2 separate regions of the Anas platyrhynchos genome follow, and region 1 is linked to region 2. The links are chromatin contacts, called in public Hi-C maps. All regions are on one chromosome and are shown on one strand. Each heading gives the region's core, a stretch centred on a gene start, on an enhancer-like site or on the middle of the called end of the contact. The rest is flanking DNA. Distances are from core to core; before and after follow the strand shown. Region 1 overlaps LOC101797763 (methylenetetrahydrofolate dehydrogenase (NADP+ dependent) 2 like). Region 2 overlaps LOC106014940 (a long non-coding RNA gene).

Region 1 (7,122 bases), core at 1,908-4,407, 130 kb after region 2:
GACAAGCATTTAAAACCGTTTTTACCCTAGCTTGGGAATTTCTCATATTTTTAAGATTAAAATTTTAATTTGTCCAACTCCATCAAACTAACAATCAATTGGACCAGCTATACAACAGCCTCAGTGTGGTTATGTGACCTGTTGCTTCTACAGGGATGTAAGAGCAGGACACAGACCATAACCCATAATCCATGAGCTATATGGAAAAATCCCATGATGGAGAGCATTATATTTGTATTTTTCTGTGTCACTTACTGCCTACATTGTGCCTTTCTCTTCTATGTGAACATTTATCAAATTGAAGCCCCAGCAAGGAAGAAAAGAAAAGATTTAGATGTGAGACCATGAAAACATGATCATAGGTACTACAGATTTCCATCCTTTATTAATAAGATGCCTACTGAATGGCTACCCTGCCTCGGGGGTCTCTTTCAGGGTCTCTTGCCAGGCCCCATACCTCTGCTCTTTCTTAATAAAAGCAAAATATTGGGCTGCAAATAGGAGAAAAAAGCCATTACCTAGGCCGTGTAAGGGCCCAAAGGCCCAGGGTCTACACACCCATCTTGTTTTCTGGGATTTAGATCAAGTGACTTGGCCTCCCCGTGCCTCTGTTTCCTCTCATTTCATGGGTCCTCCTCCAGAGGAGGCACAAACCAGCAGCAGCAGCTGTGCTGCGACACCTCCTTCAGCTCGCTGAGAGCTGCTTCTCAGAGCCTGCTCTTGCTCACACTCACTTCAGCGAGAGTAGGAGCAGCCCAGAGCCTAGTCATAGTACAAGATTTTATTGCTGTCATGATAATTAATGACTACTTACACTGAGCTTTTAATGAGTAGCTGCGCTTTTCTGTTTGTTTGTTAACTGGGTCGTAAAGGCATCCTGAGTGATTTCCTGGATTTATAGTACAATAGGGACCTCTACAGGTGCTTCCCTCTCCAGAGCCAGGCGAAGGACGTGATGTGCACGAGCAGCCACACGTCACTGCAGATGCCATCAGAGCTCTACAAACGCAGTGACCAAAGCACTGAGCTGTGCAGACAGCACTTTCAGTCTCTCAGTCAGGCCAATTTGCTCTCTCGTGCCTTTGAGCCACCCAACACCTTGAAATGTAAACAATAACCAGTACATTCTCCCCCCTCCTAGTTTGTCATGTTCACTTTTCTCAAGGCTGCCCTGAAATTGTTCTGTTCCTGGCCAGGAGCTCCTGAAATGAACAGGACTTCCACAAACCCTGCACACAATGGGTTGGAGCTAACCGCATACAACCTGCTGATCATTTACTTGCACATGTGAATCGCCTTTTTTTCCCTCCCCTCCCAAGTACTGGTTTGTTGTCATATTTCTCAAACAAAAACCTTGTCCTCATGTCATATACCACCCAGAGCTCAAATGAATATTCAAGAAGAAACTCATGTTCTTGCCTTCGAACTTTCATCTTACCTAGAATTCCCTTCTTTTCCCTCTCTGAAAACTACTAGTGCATTATCCATCAATGTGATAACCATTTCTTAAGAGCACTAAAAGGAGCAAAAACATGACCTATTGGCTACAGCACAAGAGGCTCCGAGGAGTCTGGATTCGCTGCCCTGATGCCTCTCACTCACGTGAATTTAGTCCGTCCTCGTCTCAGTTTCCACAGCACATCATCCCCAAAGCACTGATCTGCTTCACGTAGATGCTGTGAAGTCAAATCCATTAAGTCACAGAGGTCATTGCAACTATTCCTAACATAATTATTAAATTCATTATTTTGCCAAATTGGCTTTCTCTTTGAGGGATGCTTTTCCAACCACAGCACATTACATGGACCAGAAATTAAATAAAACAGAACTAGTGTTAAGAACTAAAAAGTCAGGAAGTTATGCTGAGCTATGTGATTGTTTTTGCCTGAAATAGAGAACTGCTAACACTTCACCTCTAGTTCCTAGGACATAACCCAGCGTTTATGGCTCAAATGACGCCCAAGGAAGCCTTTTGCCAGCCACATAAACACAAATCTTTTTTTTTTTTTCTTTTACTACACACTAGAAGAAGCTGTTCTTCCATTGTATGTGAGAAGGATCAGACACACTGCTGTATTATCATCCAAACCCTGTTCTCAGTTATCAACAATAAGAGAAAACCTTCTCTGAGGGAAAACTCTCCTACCTGCCTGCCACCACATCTCTCAGACCAGCTCCGGGAGCCTCTGGCACTGCCTGCTGTTGCTGACTGGCTATGAGACGAGTTGGGCCAGTGGCCTGGCTGCTGGCATGCCCCCTGCTCAGGCTGCTGATGCGCTCATGGGTGATCTTGGGCACTGCTAGGAAACAACAGCACACCCTGTCAGGAAGGTGGGACAGTTTTCAGTGCCCACAGGGACACTTTGTGCACTGACTATCAGCCAGCAATATGCTTCCTTCCAAGATTAAGAGAAGTATTTTGCCAGGACACTCATCTTTTCCACAGGCTTGCATCCCAGCATTTTAAATGGGCCTTGCTGCCAGCAGGTACACTGCGGGCTACCCAGGTACTTCAGAAGAAAACGGGTGTCAGATGCTGGGGAGGAGCTCAAGTCCCAGCCAAGCATTAGTGACAAAGTGCACCCAGATGTTGAGAGAGGATTGCTGCGAAGTAGGGAGAGGGTTTGGTTGCGTATGGACAGCTAGGCTCAAGTGATGCACTGTGAGGCACTGTGGTGTGGTTCCAGCAGCCAGGATCACATGCAAGGCAATGCTCCGTCCTTTGCAAAGGCAGGTCCCAGTCTTTAGCATCTCTCTCCCCTCCCTGCTGAGCTGGTGCCCCCACTACGCCTGATGCAGGCGTACCCAGAAGCCACACAAGCACAGGGTCTCCTCCCGAAATGGCAGTGTTTTTGGCACGTGCAGCTAATAGGAAAGAGAAGCTCACAGCTCTGTTAATTATGCCATTACAGAAAGAGTCTGAGCCTGATAAATGAGACAGGAAAGACGATCCCAATCCTCTGACGGGCCAGTTCTGCAGGAAATTCAGCACTGTAAGCAGCAACAGACAATACTAGCCCAGTAGCACCTGTCACTTATCAAGGCAGGGCTCAGCACAGCTGACTCCACGAAGCAATCTGAGGCAGCACAGACTTCCTCAGCAGGGTCACTGCATCAAACAGCTGAATGATTCATTCCTGCAGGGATGCCTCAAACACAGCTTGGGCCTGATGAAATCCCTTAGAACAGCAATGACAAGGCTCTTCTCCCAAACGGGCTACAGCCTGTAAACACTGTGCAGGCTGACAGAGAGAACAGTCATCTGTGCTGGTGCCACCAAGCTGGGATGTTTGAGGAGCTGGCAGCCTGCTCCCACATCGTGCTTTGGCAAAGGATGAGGCACCCAAGTGGTGAGGAACCCACATCTGGAAGCCTCACTACCAATTGGAAAAAGAAAAAAAAAATAAAGCAAAGACCTCATTTCTCTTCCTTCTTCCATCTGTCTTTCCATTTTACTCTCCCTGCGCTTAGACCAAGTTTTATTTTGCATGCCATGGACTCATCTGGTATTTCACTCTGGAGCTTTTCTTCCATTAGCACAAAACCCCTGCAAAATTTCGCAGGCAGCCCTCACAGAGCTGCCTTGGTCCTGAAAGCAAACTAGAAAAAGTTTCCTGCCAAACTGGGGCCTTGAAATAATCTCCCTTTTCAGCTGGCATCCATGTTCTAGTTAAACATAAAAAAATATCAGTGTGCGTTTCTCTAGGTACAGAGTATCTCTGTTTTGAATAAATACTTTTCAAGAAGCACTTCGATGACCTGCAGCGCACCCATTTGGCCACCAGATAGTGAAGAACATCAGCGAGTGGATTCACAAATGGTTAAAAAACACACACACACACAAATCCATCTCTCTGCTGACAGCTCTTTAGGACAAAAGAAATTCCAGCTGTTCAAACTCCTGACTTGAAAACTCCTCAAGCAGCTGCATATATGCACTGAAAAAGTTGTGTTCCTGTGAATGGCTGCTCCACGACAGACTTCTTGATGCAGAAAGAATTTTCTTCTACAAGTGAACACAACACTTGCAAGGTGGGCGTGGGAAGAGACACTGGAAAAGATTAATTTGCATGACAAATGCTTTGCAGCTTTTCCTCTTTTTGGCCTGCCCAGCGATTAAAATTTTCTCAGAGATACAAGGAAGATCTTTAACCTGTGTTTTCCTGATGACGTGCAGTTTTTAACAGGTACTTCAGTTCAGCCTTTGTACAGTGTGTGTGTGCAAGGGGTGAAGGGTGTTTTTTGCATGCCTATGTGCATTTGCACAGCTATTAACATCTGATTGCTCTCTCACTACATACAGGTGACACAGAAAACAGGGCAACAACTGAAAGCTGACTTCAAAATCATGTCCAATCAGGGTGATGTGCTGTGAGGTTTTTTTTGTTTGCCTTTTTTTTTTTTTTTGTATGAAATCAAGAGCTGAGACAACTCAGTTACTGACCAGGATCCCCCATGTGAGGAGCCCACTGAACTTCTGAACACTCAAGTGCTCAGCGTGCATTTACCTCCTCAAAATCCAGCCTTCCATACACACTTCAGCATTACCATTGTAGTTTCACAAATACACAGCTTATTATTATTATTTTTTTAAACAAACAAAAAAAAACAAATGACAACCATCCTCTGGTAAAAATGAACTTGCATAACAAAGAAATTGAACCTCTCAGCAACGCACAGCAATTTATGAGCCTGCATTATTCCACAAAAATCCCAAAGATTGTTGAGGTACCTATCTGCCTTTTCCTTGTAGATGACTAAGCACAGCAAATTTGTCTACAATGTGCAACAGCTGAAATGAAAAATCTCTGGGAGACATCTCCAGTCTCATCGGCACTGGCAAATCCTCCAAATGTCAGTGAGAAGTCACAATTAGTGCCACCATCCTTACAACCAACTCAGTCTCTTCTTGAACAAAATCCTCCGGCCTTCGCATTTCTTTGTAGGAAAGACGAAGGAAAACAAGCACCTAGTAATAATCTGTCTGGCCAGGACGAAACAAAATCCCTGTGGCCATTTCTTTTTTATCTGAGTGGTCACATTGTGCACAGGATGTGCACAAGGAGTAAAATGAATATGCTTCCTTGGCAAAGCTATGCTAAGTTGCATAACAAAATTCCAGATTCTGTAGCAGCTGGAGTCTTGCTCTGAAATCACCGTGCAGCAAAGCAATGTTTTGCATTAAGTTTCAGCAATGTGATGAGCTGCTATATGATGTTTAGGAAAACTTGTGTTCTTTGTCACAAGCACACTCCATAATCCATTTCGAGAAAGATGTTGAATTCCTTCTGTCGTCAAAAACGTCAAAAACTTGCTGTGTCCCAAGGTGTCATAGTCTGATTTTCCAGAAATTGCATACCTGTTATTCCAGATTTTACTAAGTCTCCGAGAACAGTGTATTTTCCTCAGTCCAAAGCACTTGATGATTTTGTCCCATACGGCAATAGAAGCAGAATCCAGATGGCTTCTCATCAGCACATGATGTTCAGAATACAATTCCATTGTGAAACAGGTTGTTTCAGGGAAGGAGAAAAAAAAAGACAGGAAAGACCAGAGCAGAACACTGTACTAGGGCTTGAAATGACCAAAAACTAGATAAAATGACTCAGTCCTCTCCTGGACAAATATGAACCGCAGGAGAGCGCTGAGAAGGCTGCAAGTATCCCTTGCTGTTCTGACCTGCTTATCTAGCAGCCTTCACTAGAAATATCAAGTCTTTCTTCAAAAGCGAATGGAGCCCAGCAGTTCTGCAGCAGTTCCGTTTACACACTCGCTCCGTCACTCCCTTCATTTCACCTCATCAGCGAGGCTGGGGTACCTGCTAGATGGCGGGGGGTGGCCCTCCAAACAGAACAGCCTCTTGCCTACAGGCAGATTGCTAAGTGTCCCAGCGCCACGTCTTCACAACGCTGTCTCTCCTGTGCAGACTTTGTAGGGCGATTTCAATTTCCTGCATCTAAAATGGAAAAGGTTGTGTCATTTTAATCAGACACCTGTAAAACCCCTGTAGTCTGAACATTCATTTTGCTTGATTCATTTAAGTAGCCCCAACAAAACCCACTTTTAGCAAAGCTGCACCGTATTATACAACTGGCAGGTCAGAAAGCAGAAATATTGAGCATCAGCTCCTTCAAGATCACACAACAAATGCAAGAACATGCTCCCAATGCCCTTGTCAAAACTCTGCACAGCTTTCCCCCCCCACTGTAATTCAGTTGAACAGAATGAGAAGGTTACACGTCTCCCGTACCTCTTTCTTACGTAGCAGTAGATGATGGCAAGTATCCCACTTGTCAGTATCCCTATACCAATTCCCACAGCAATGTAGCGTTCGTAAGAATTATGTGCATAGGAATTTAGTGTTAAATGTTCACACCTCTCTCCATTATAACCTGCAAGGCACCTACAAATTAAATATACACCGTGTAAAAATTACTCAGAATATCTTAGACTTCGTACTTCAGAAACACATGTTAGTTTTGAGTAGTTTTAAACAATTTAGAACAAGTCTAAACTAGGATGGACTGAATCTGGGACTCAGTCAGAACCTCTTCAACAAGACCACCAGTTGTCCCAGTCTATCTAGGGTATGTAAGCAGCTGTACAGTAACGGAGTTGGAGCTTACATCCTAAAATATCCTGTCCCCTTTGTTGCGCCTGCTGTGAACATTCTTTAGCGCTAGTTCTGATCTGAGATGCCACTGAGGCTATGGATCTGGAGAGTTGTTAATTCTCCCTCTTTCTTCCTTAGCATTATAACAGCACAGCATCATTGCCTTGTCATCAGTCCCGAGCCAGCACAGCATCCAAGACTGCGCCAAGCTTTAAGCCTGCAGATACTTCGATGCCACTTGGAAGTTGTGCTCTGCTGAAACTTGGGTTACATTACAACAATAAAGCATAGCAGAGAAAGAAACAAGGCTAATTCTGTAAGAAGAGTACTTATCAACAGTGTTATTTACTTGCAGATGGGTTTCCTCAGCTCACTGTGGAAAGCGCAGAGTCCATTAATACAATAGCTGTGGTGCTCTTCCAGACAGGTCTGCATAAGCTTCAAGAGCCTCGGCTGCTCTGTGTACTCTACTGTCAAAGGGGAAAAAGCCGCGTTATATTTGGAAAAAA
Region 2 (6,728 bases), core at 4,219-6,718:
ATAAATATTTTTACATGTCATAGTCTGTTTGCGTAACAAGAAATGTTTGGAAGTAGTGTTAAATTAAGCTCCACTCATGCATTCCATCCTTGGACAGTTTTTTTTAGAACTGGTGGGAGAAGAGCAAGCAGCGGAAACAATGTTAGCATAGGAGCTGAATTGTGTTTGTGTGTGAGTACATATGGGGAGGAGAACTCCTACAGATGATGGCCTGGCTGTTGTCATCAGTGTGACCTGCGTTCTGCTGAATGTGATGGAACACGAAGGAGCTGGCCATACAAAATTCAACAATGAGGGAAGAAGGCATCCAGGCCCCAGGGGCTGTTTAGATGGCTTTACCACCTTATGCAGCGAGAATTGTAGATAGTTCTTGATAAATTTACTTTTGTTTCCTAGGCAGTACTTCCTTAAAAAAAAGGGGGGGGGGGAAGCAGGAGATGCACAAATTACAAAAAGAAAGCCAGAGAATAAGTTGTGAAGTGCTCTTACTCTTTGCTCAGTGATGTGACAGTTCTAAAAGTGAGGTTTTGTCTGCTTGCAAAACCTCCCAAGAAACACTTTGTAGAAATTAAGCCCCATTACCTAGACAAATCTCACTTCATGGTATGACCAAAATTCTCTTGACCTGAAAGACAAGGAGGAGGATTCACAAGCCACAATTGTGGCTTTGAGAGCTGACAGGTTTTCCTGTGTTTTTATTTCTATGGAAATGGGGGAATCGAGGGGTATTTGCTTTGCCAAGAGTATTTTGGAGTTCTTGAAGATGAAAAACGGGATGGAGGGATGCATGGCTTTTAAAATCACTAGGGGCACTAATAACCAAGTATTGTGACTTTGCCAGTTGATATGTTGCTTCTGCCCTAGCTCTGTGGTTGAATTTGGCACCAAGTCACTGAAATGGTACGCTACCACCCTAACTTTAAGGTACTATTGTCGCAGGATTGGATTATTAAAAATAGCTTAAGAATCTAAGTGCCTGACTCCCACTGCATGCATGGATATAGGGTGAAATATCTACCACCCCCTGAAAATTCCGGATGTGACAGTTTCTTCCTCAGGTACAATGTTATGAGAGTCATCAGGCAGGATGTTTGCGGGCTACAACACCCACCAAGTCTTTGACGTAAAATGTTGACTGTAAACTGTGTCAGAAACTTAAATCAAGACGTTAGGGTATGAATTTTATTTGGTGACCTAGATAATTCCACTTACTGTCTGTCCTGACTGTGCCTGCTGGATTTTATTTCATTGTGGCTGGAACACACAAATTAGGTACTCATCTGTGCTGAGGATGAAGCTGTTGTGATGGCTTCCCTGTCCCTTAGGTAAATGGCGTTGATAAGAATTGCAGTGGAATTTTTACTCCAGCCCAGATGGTAATTTGTGTGTTCCCAGAGCTCAGAGAGATTGGCTTGAGTCTAACCAGAGCTATGATGCGAGTTGCAAAGCATTTGACTGTGCCCATGTGCCATTATGAATGGTCCTTCATAACAGAGGAGCAGAAAGGAAGGACGTGCTGAATTTGTAAGGAGATGAAACTTCCACCAAGTGATTCAGTCACAACTGTTATCAATTAACGCGATGGGAACTCATGTCTGCACATCCTGGAAAGTCAAGTTTTAATTTTATTTTTTTTTTTCCATTATCACTGCTGGCAGTGACAGCTTCAGTACCCTAGTGTCCTGTGAGCACTGGCACTGCTGGTTGCTTTTGTCAGCAATACCACCACCAGGGTGCTGGTGACAATTTGTCCTACCTATTTTGAGAAGATAGACTTACTTATATCCAGTTGAAACTCTCCCCATCACCGTTAATTGTCCTGTGGAGCATGTGATGTTCTTTGCAAAAGTAGGCTCCTTCAGTGGAAAGCAAAGGCAGCTATAGAGAAGGATTGGAGTCAGGAAGCCTTGTGGCTTTGTTACCTGTGACAAGTTTGGAAACTTATGTGGCCTGTCAAGTAGGAACAGCACGGAAATTGGCTCTTTACTCCCTGCATCCTGCTAGGTGATCTGTGCCTTGCACATCTGTTGTCCAAGCTATGCATTTCTTACGTTTTCCCAGATGGTTTTTTTTGTTTTCTGGTTGCTGTTTGCACCAACTCTATAAAAACACTGTGGGCAGAAATAAATACTTTGAAAGTTGACTACATAATCCAAACATATCCTAGAAGGCAAGAGTACCTCTCAATTACAGGGAAAGGGAATAAAGAAAGGCGAATGAGGGGGGAAAAAAACCAAAAACTAGTCATTCCCCTGATGGGACAGAATCACCTGAAAAATCAACATGAATGCAGATTCAGGATGCGAAAGCACAAGGCATGTGATTGATGGTCTGGCCTGATGTCAGTGAGAAACAGTTAAGCAGGCACCCTTACCCCGGTATCAGTGCCTCTCCCAAAGAATGGAACATCACAATTTTTTTTATTTTTTTTTATTGCCACTCTCTGCAGTTATACTTGGGAAGTTTCTACTTTTGGATGCAAATTGAAAATGTTTGAAATTGGAAAGGAAAAAAACTAGGCAAGGTGGAAAGTTCAGGAGACAGACAAACGGGTTACAAACAGGTTTCAAAGAGGCTTATTCAAAGCTCTCTTCCCAACTAGAAAACCTGTTTTTGTTGATGATTTTATTGCACCATTCCATCTGTGCCTCTTCATACTGGTAGTAGATGTGTCTAGATTGTAACTGTACAATTGTCATGGTAGCCTTTGCCCTGCAGGTATTCACTTGATGGTGTCATGACACAGTCAAGAATACAAAGAGATTTTTCTTTTTGGGGAATCTCTTTTTGTCCCATCATGATCAAGCCATCATGAATGCAGGTATTTTTTCTCCCTCTGAGCAGGATGTGAAGCGCTTCCACACTCTTTGTCAAATCAAGCAATTGATACCAAGGAGGTGAATAGATCAAAGATTTCTAGCTTGATTGTTACGCGTGGTGAGAACAGCACCCATTAACAGGCTAAGAGACACTAAGTTGTAGAGAGGATCAGGAGTGAATAACAAACAAACAAAAAAACACAAGTAATTCTGACTGTTGTATGGTAATATTAAAGCACTGTAACTCACTTTGAGTGTCCAGAGCAGGCAGCGTGGGTCTGTTTCTATGCACCTGTTCCAGGCAAAAGGGTGTTCAGGAAGGGTCCAGCCCTCAGGGGGTCAGGGTAAGCTCAAAAATGATCAAATCCTGTTTATTTCTGTGAAGTTCATCCTAGAAAATAAAACGATAACAAAGGGTTGAGAAATGCATGGGGCCTGGAGACGAAATCCTCAGTCTGAAGAGGAACAGGAGGCGAAAAACAGCCTTTTCTGTTCTCTAACTGCCCAAACAGCATCCTCACGTTAAAGAAGTGGGGGACCAGGTTACCTCAGCCTCATTCCTTCACAAGGAAAAGGACACCAGTACAGAGGGGGGGTTAGCATCAACCAAGAATGAAGTCCCTGTGGTTGCCTGAGTCGTGCACTTTTCTTGGCCTGCACAAGCATGTGATCGCTTCCTACTCCTTATATCAGAAGACAATAACCTCATGATGCTTTTCTTGATAGAGGACATCATAGCAGGAGCAAATTTTTGTGATGCAACAGACATGGATCCTGAGGCTAACAGTGAAGGTCAGGCCAAGGCAGAGAATACCCTTGCTGCAGAGTGTCGTGCCTCAAAACTGAGAATTTCACTGCTGGGGAAAGAGAGGGCAGTCTGGTCACTGACAGCCGCTCCAGGCCACACGTGTTTTGCTAGCAGCAGTGTAATAAATCACCAGTTAGACAGCCTGCTTGACTGGAGGGAGATACAAATGCCCATCAAGAAGAGCCACTGCTAAGGGGCTGACGCATACATGTGTGTGAAGATCCTTCAGAAAGCAAGCTTTCTGGGGTTAGTGTTATACAGGGGCTTCAGAGTGACCCCCATAACAGCTGGGCCCCAAGACACAGCCCTAAGAAAAAAGACTCAGCCCTGCCCTGACTGTCGGTGAGATCTGAGGCACAGGGCTGCCGAGACTCCCCCAGCCAGATCTGTATCTCCTGGCTGACCCGGGGTGCTGGGGCTACGTGACAGAGCGGGTGAGAGAGGTGCTTCCCAGCTCACAGGGCTGACAGGGAGCATGCAGCTCGTGGCTGCAGGAATGAACAATTTCTGGCTCTCCCGTTGCTGTATCTCCAGTTAGGCAATGGCAGAATGGTCCGACTTTTCTGCTAGTCCCTGGCTGTGCCTGGAAGCCTTGTCAAGAAATTCAGCTGGTGATGAGCCCAAATAAGAAAAGTTCTGCAGCCACAAAAGGAAACCAGCTTGCTCCTTGGCCTCTTGGCTCCCATTTGGGTCAAGGAGGAGCCAAAGACCGAGTTGATGCTTTCACGCTTCTCAGCTGGGCCGGATGCCGACTTCCAACAAAATCGGAGGCAACCTGCAAAAGAGCACAAGTCTAGGGTGAAGCTTTGCCAGCACTTGCATGACTGCATTTGCTGCTAAAAAAAAGCATCAGGTGTGGACGTTTCACTGGCTAGTCGGCTTAGCTCCCTGATAAATCTAGTCCAAAAGCAAAGGAGAAATGGGGCTTTCCTGGTAATTAGGGAAGTCCCGAGATACACAGTGGTTGAAGCTATCAGCACAAGCCTTCCTGACCTCATTTGGTGATAGACTCTGGATGCTGAACACACGGAGATTAATACTGAGCTGAGACCAAAGCACAGCTAAACATCAACTTCATGTCATTCCCGATGATTTGAACAAGTTGGTAATGAGAGCATGGTCGCACGCCAACTCCACCTGCCCTCCTGGGGGACACCAGACTCTCACCTGCATGCTTTCAGCCCCAAAATGATGATGCAAGGGACAGCGGATTTGCTGCAGGCTGCATTCTTCTCCCAGTGGCTTGGGAAGGTGTGCGTGTGGCTGGGAGGGAGAAAGCTGCCGAAGTAATTAGTTAAAGTTGTTTATCCTTAGGCACGTCTCTGTAGCCGTCTGGGCCTACCACAGCCATACCGGGGAGCGCTTTGCCACCACCTCCCCTGACAAAGAAAAGCACAGCAGGGCCAATGCAAGAATAGCACTTGTGTGGTGAAGGCTAGCCAAAGAAATAGACGTGAAAGGAGGGCTTAAAGCCCAGTTAGAACCCTTTCTGCTTTGGACTGCAGTGAGCTGCTTTTCATAAACAGGAGAAAACCACCTGGCATGGGCATGGAGTTGCCTGCTGTCTGCGCTCCTGCCCAGTCCCTTCCAGTGACCGGCAGCCCCAGCACGGAGCAGCTCCCCTGGTGCTGTGTGTGCCTCTGTGGGGAGGGGGCAGCGGGCACTAGGCTGCACCAGTTGCACCCCTCTGCAAACCAGTGGCACTGGACAATGGGCGCAGTCCAACAGGGCCAGGGCTTGCCTTGCTCGTCCTTGCTCCTCAGTCCCTGTGGTGTGAATCCTCCTGCAGCCTACCACTCGGCACCGAGGGTAAGACTCGTCGAGCTCCAGTGTGGCCACCAGAGGTCATGGTGTTCCCACAGACGGCACCAAAACCCGCTACAGCAACCCTGAGCTGGGTGCTGGGAACTGGAGCTGCGAAGCTACAAAGGTTAAACCAGTGTCAGCGTTTCTGAGCCAGCTAGATGGTAGCTTCTGGTTTTAAACAGAGCTTTAAGGCAAACGCTACTAAAAAATAAAATAATAAAATAAAATAAAATAAAATAAAATAAAATAAAATAAAATAAAATAAAATAAAATAAAATAAAATAAAATAAAATAAAATAAAATAAAATAAAATAATAAAATAATCCACCAAACTTCTTAGAATGCTACCTAAATCCCTAAATCCAGCAATTCTAAACCCCCAGTAGCTGTGTGGAGCCCCGGAGCCATGTGCTACTGTGCTGCTTGGGTTTGCTGATGACCATGCTGGCTTTAGGCAGTTCAGCCTAACTTTTAGCATTGTCCTGCCCTCCTGTCCTAAAAAAGGCGATTTTATCTTCTGCTAAGCAGCTTACCATGGGCTGTGCTGCCAGTTCAAACCTGCACAGCATTGTCCAGTGGTGGCACAGATGCTGAGGAAGAGTTGGCTTTGATAGATTTGGTGGGAGTGTTGTTAGTGGTGTGTGTGTACGTGTGTACTTTTTTTTCTAGTATGGTACTCAAAGAGGAAAAATAGGACAGACTGCCAGGTCGTAACGCAAGTCTTTCCTTGGAGCTGGGGCCCTGTTCAGCACACATGGACGCACACTTTTACTCTCTGCTTGCAGGCTGCTGCTGTGGGTCTTAGCTGTTATAGTCCCCAGAGGTATCTGGATGCATGGAGAAGATACATGCTGTGCCAGGCACCAGGTCCCACATGCTTTCCCTCCTGGGACTGCTGGCTAGTTGTGACTGGAGCAGTGTTGCACCGTGTGGTTTTATACCTTAGGTGAGAGGTAAGGAGACTGTTCCTGCACGCATAGCTAACCTTGGACATCTCTGGGCTTCAGCATACGCAGTGCACTACAGAAAGCTGTGCTCTGTTTGCAGAAAAGACTGAAGTGAGACAGTCTCCAAGCTTGCACAGAGCTGGGTTGGCAGCCCCTCATGTCTTGTAGGGCTGCAGCTTCGATGAGCTCAAGCCCTTGAGCAGGGTTGGAATAGCTGGACATCCTGTGGGATGCAGGTTCCCACCCCTGCTGCACTGGAGCTAGCAGCTCCAGGCAAACGGTGTAGTGGGGCTTCCCTGCAGTCAGTGCGAGGACACACTTCTGGGCCTTCGCATGAAGAGCAGAAGA

The links. A called contact is a pair of places that touch in the nucleus more often than the background predicts.
Region 1: a Hi-C map of liver shows a contact between it and region 2, with 6 times the contacts expected there. The contact joins two enhancer-like sites. A contact is called at or near these places in 2 of 8 Hi-C or Micro-C datasets (liver and skeletal muscle).

What each region holds. Positions count from the first base shown.
Region 1 is chr4:49,937,999-49,945,120 of IASCAAS_PekinDuck_T2T, forward strand. LOC101797763 (methylenetetrahydrofolate dehydrogenase (NADP+ dependent) 2 like) reads right to left here. Exons shown (of 10, transcript XM_072037573.1): 8 at 6,963-7,083; 9 at 6,251-6,403; 10 at 4,601-5,956. The coding sequence ends at 5,902. Among named protein-coding and RNA genes, the nearest start is that of EREG, 20 kb to the left of the region's middle. Within about 2 kb of position 3,158, at least 2 of the 8 cell types and tissues checked have an H3K27ac peak or open chromatin away from gene starts, as enhancers often do.
Region 2 is chr4:49,808,808-49,815,535 of IASCAAS_PekinDuck_T2T, forward strand. It overlaps LOC106014940 (a long non-coding RNA gene), which reads right to left. Exons shown (of 9, transcript XR_011809179.1): 7 at 3,069-4,402. Among named protein-coding and RNA genes, the nearest start is that of USO1, 36 kb to the left of the region's middle. Within about 2 kb of position 5,469, at least 2 of the 8 cell types and tissues checked have an H3K27ac peak or open chromatin away from gene starts, as enhancers often do.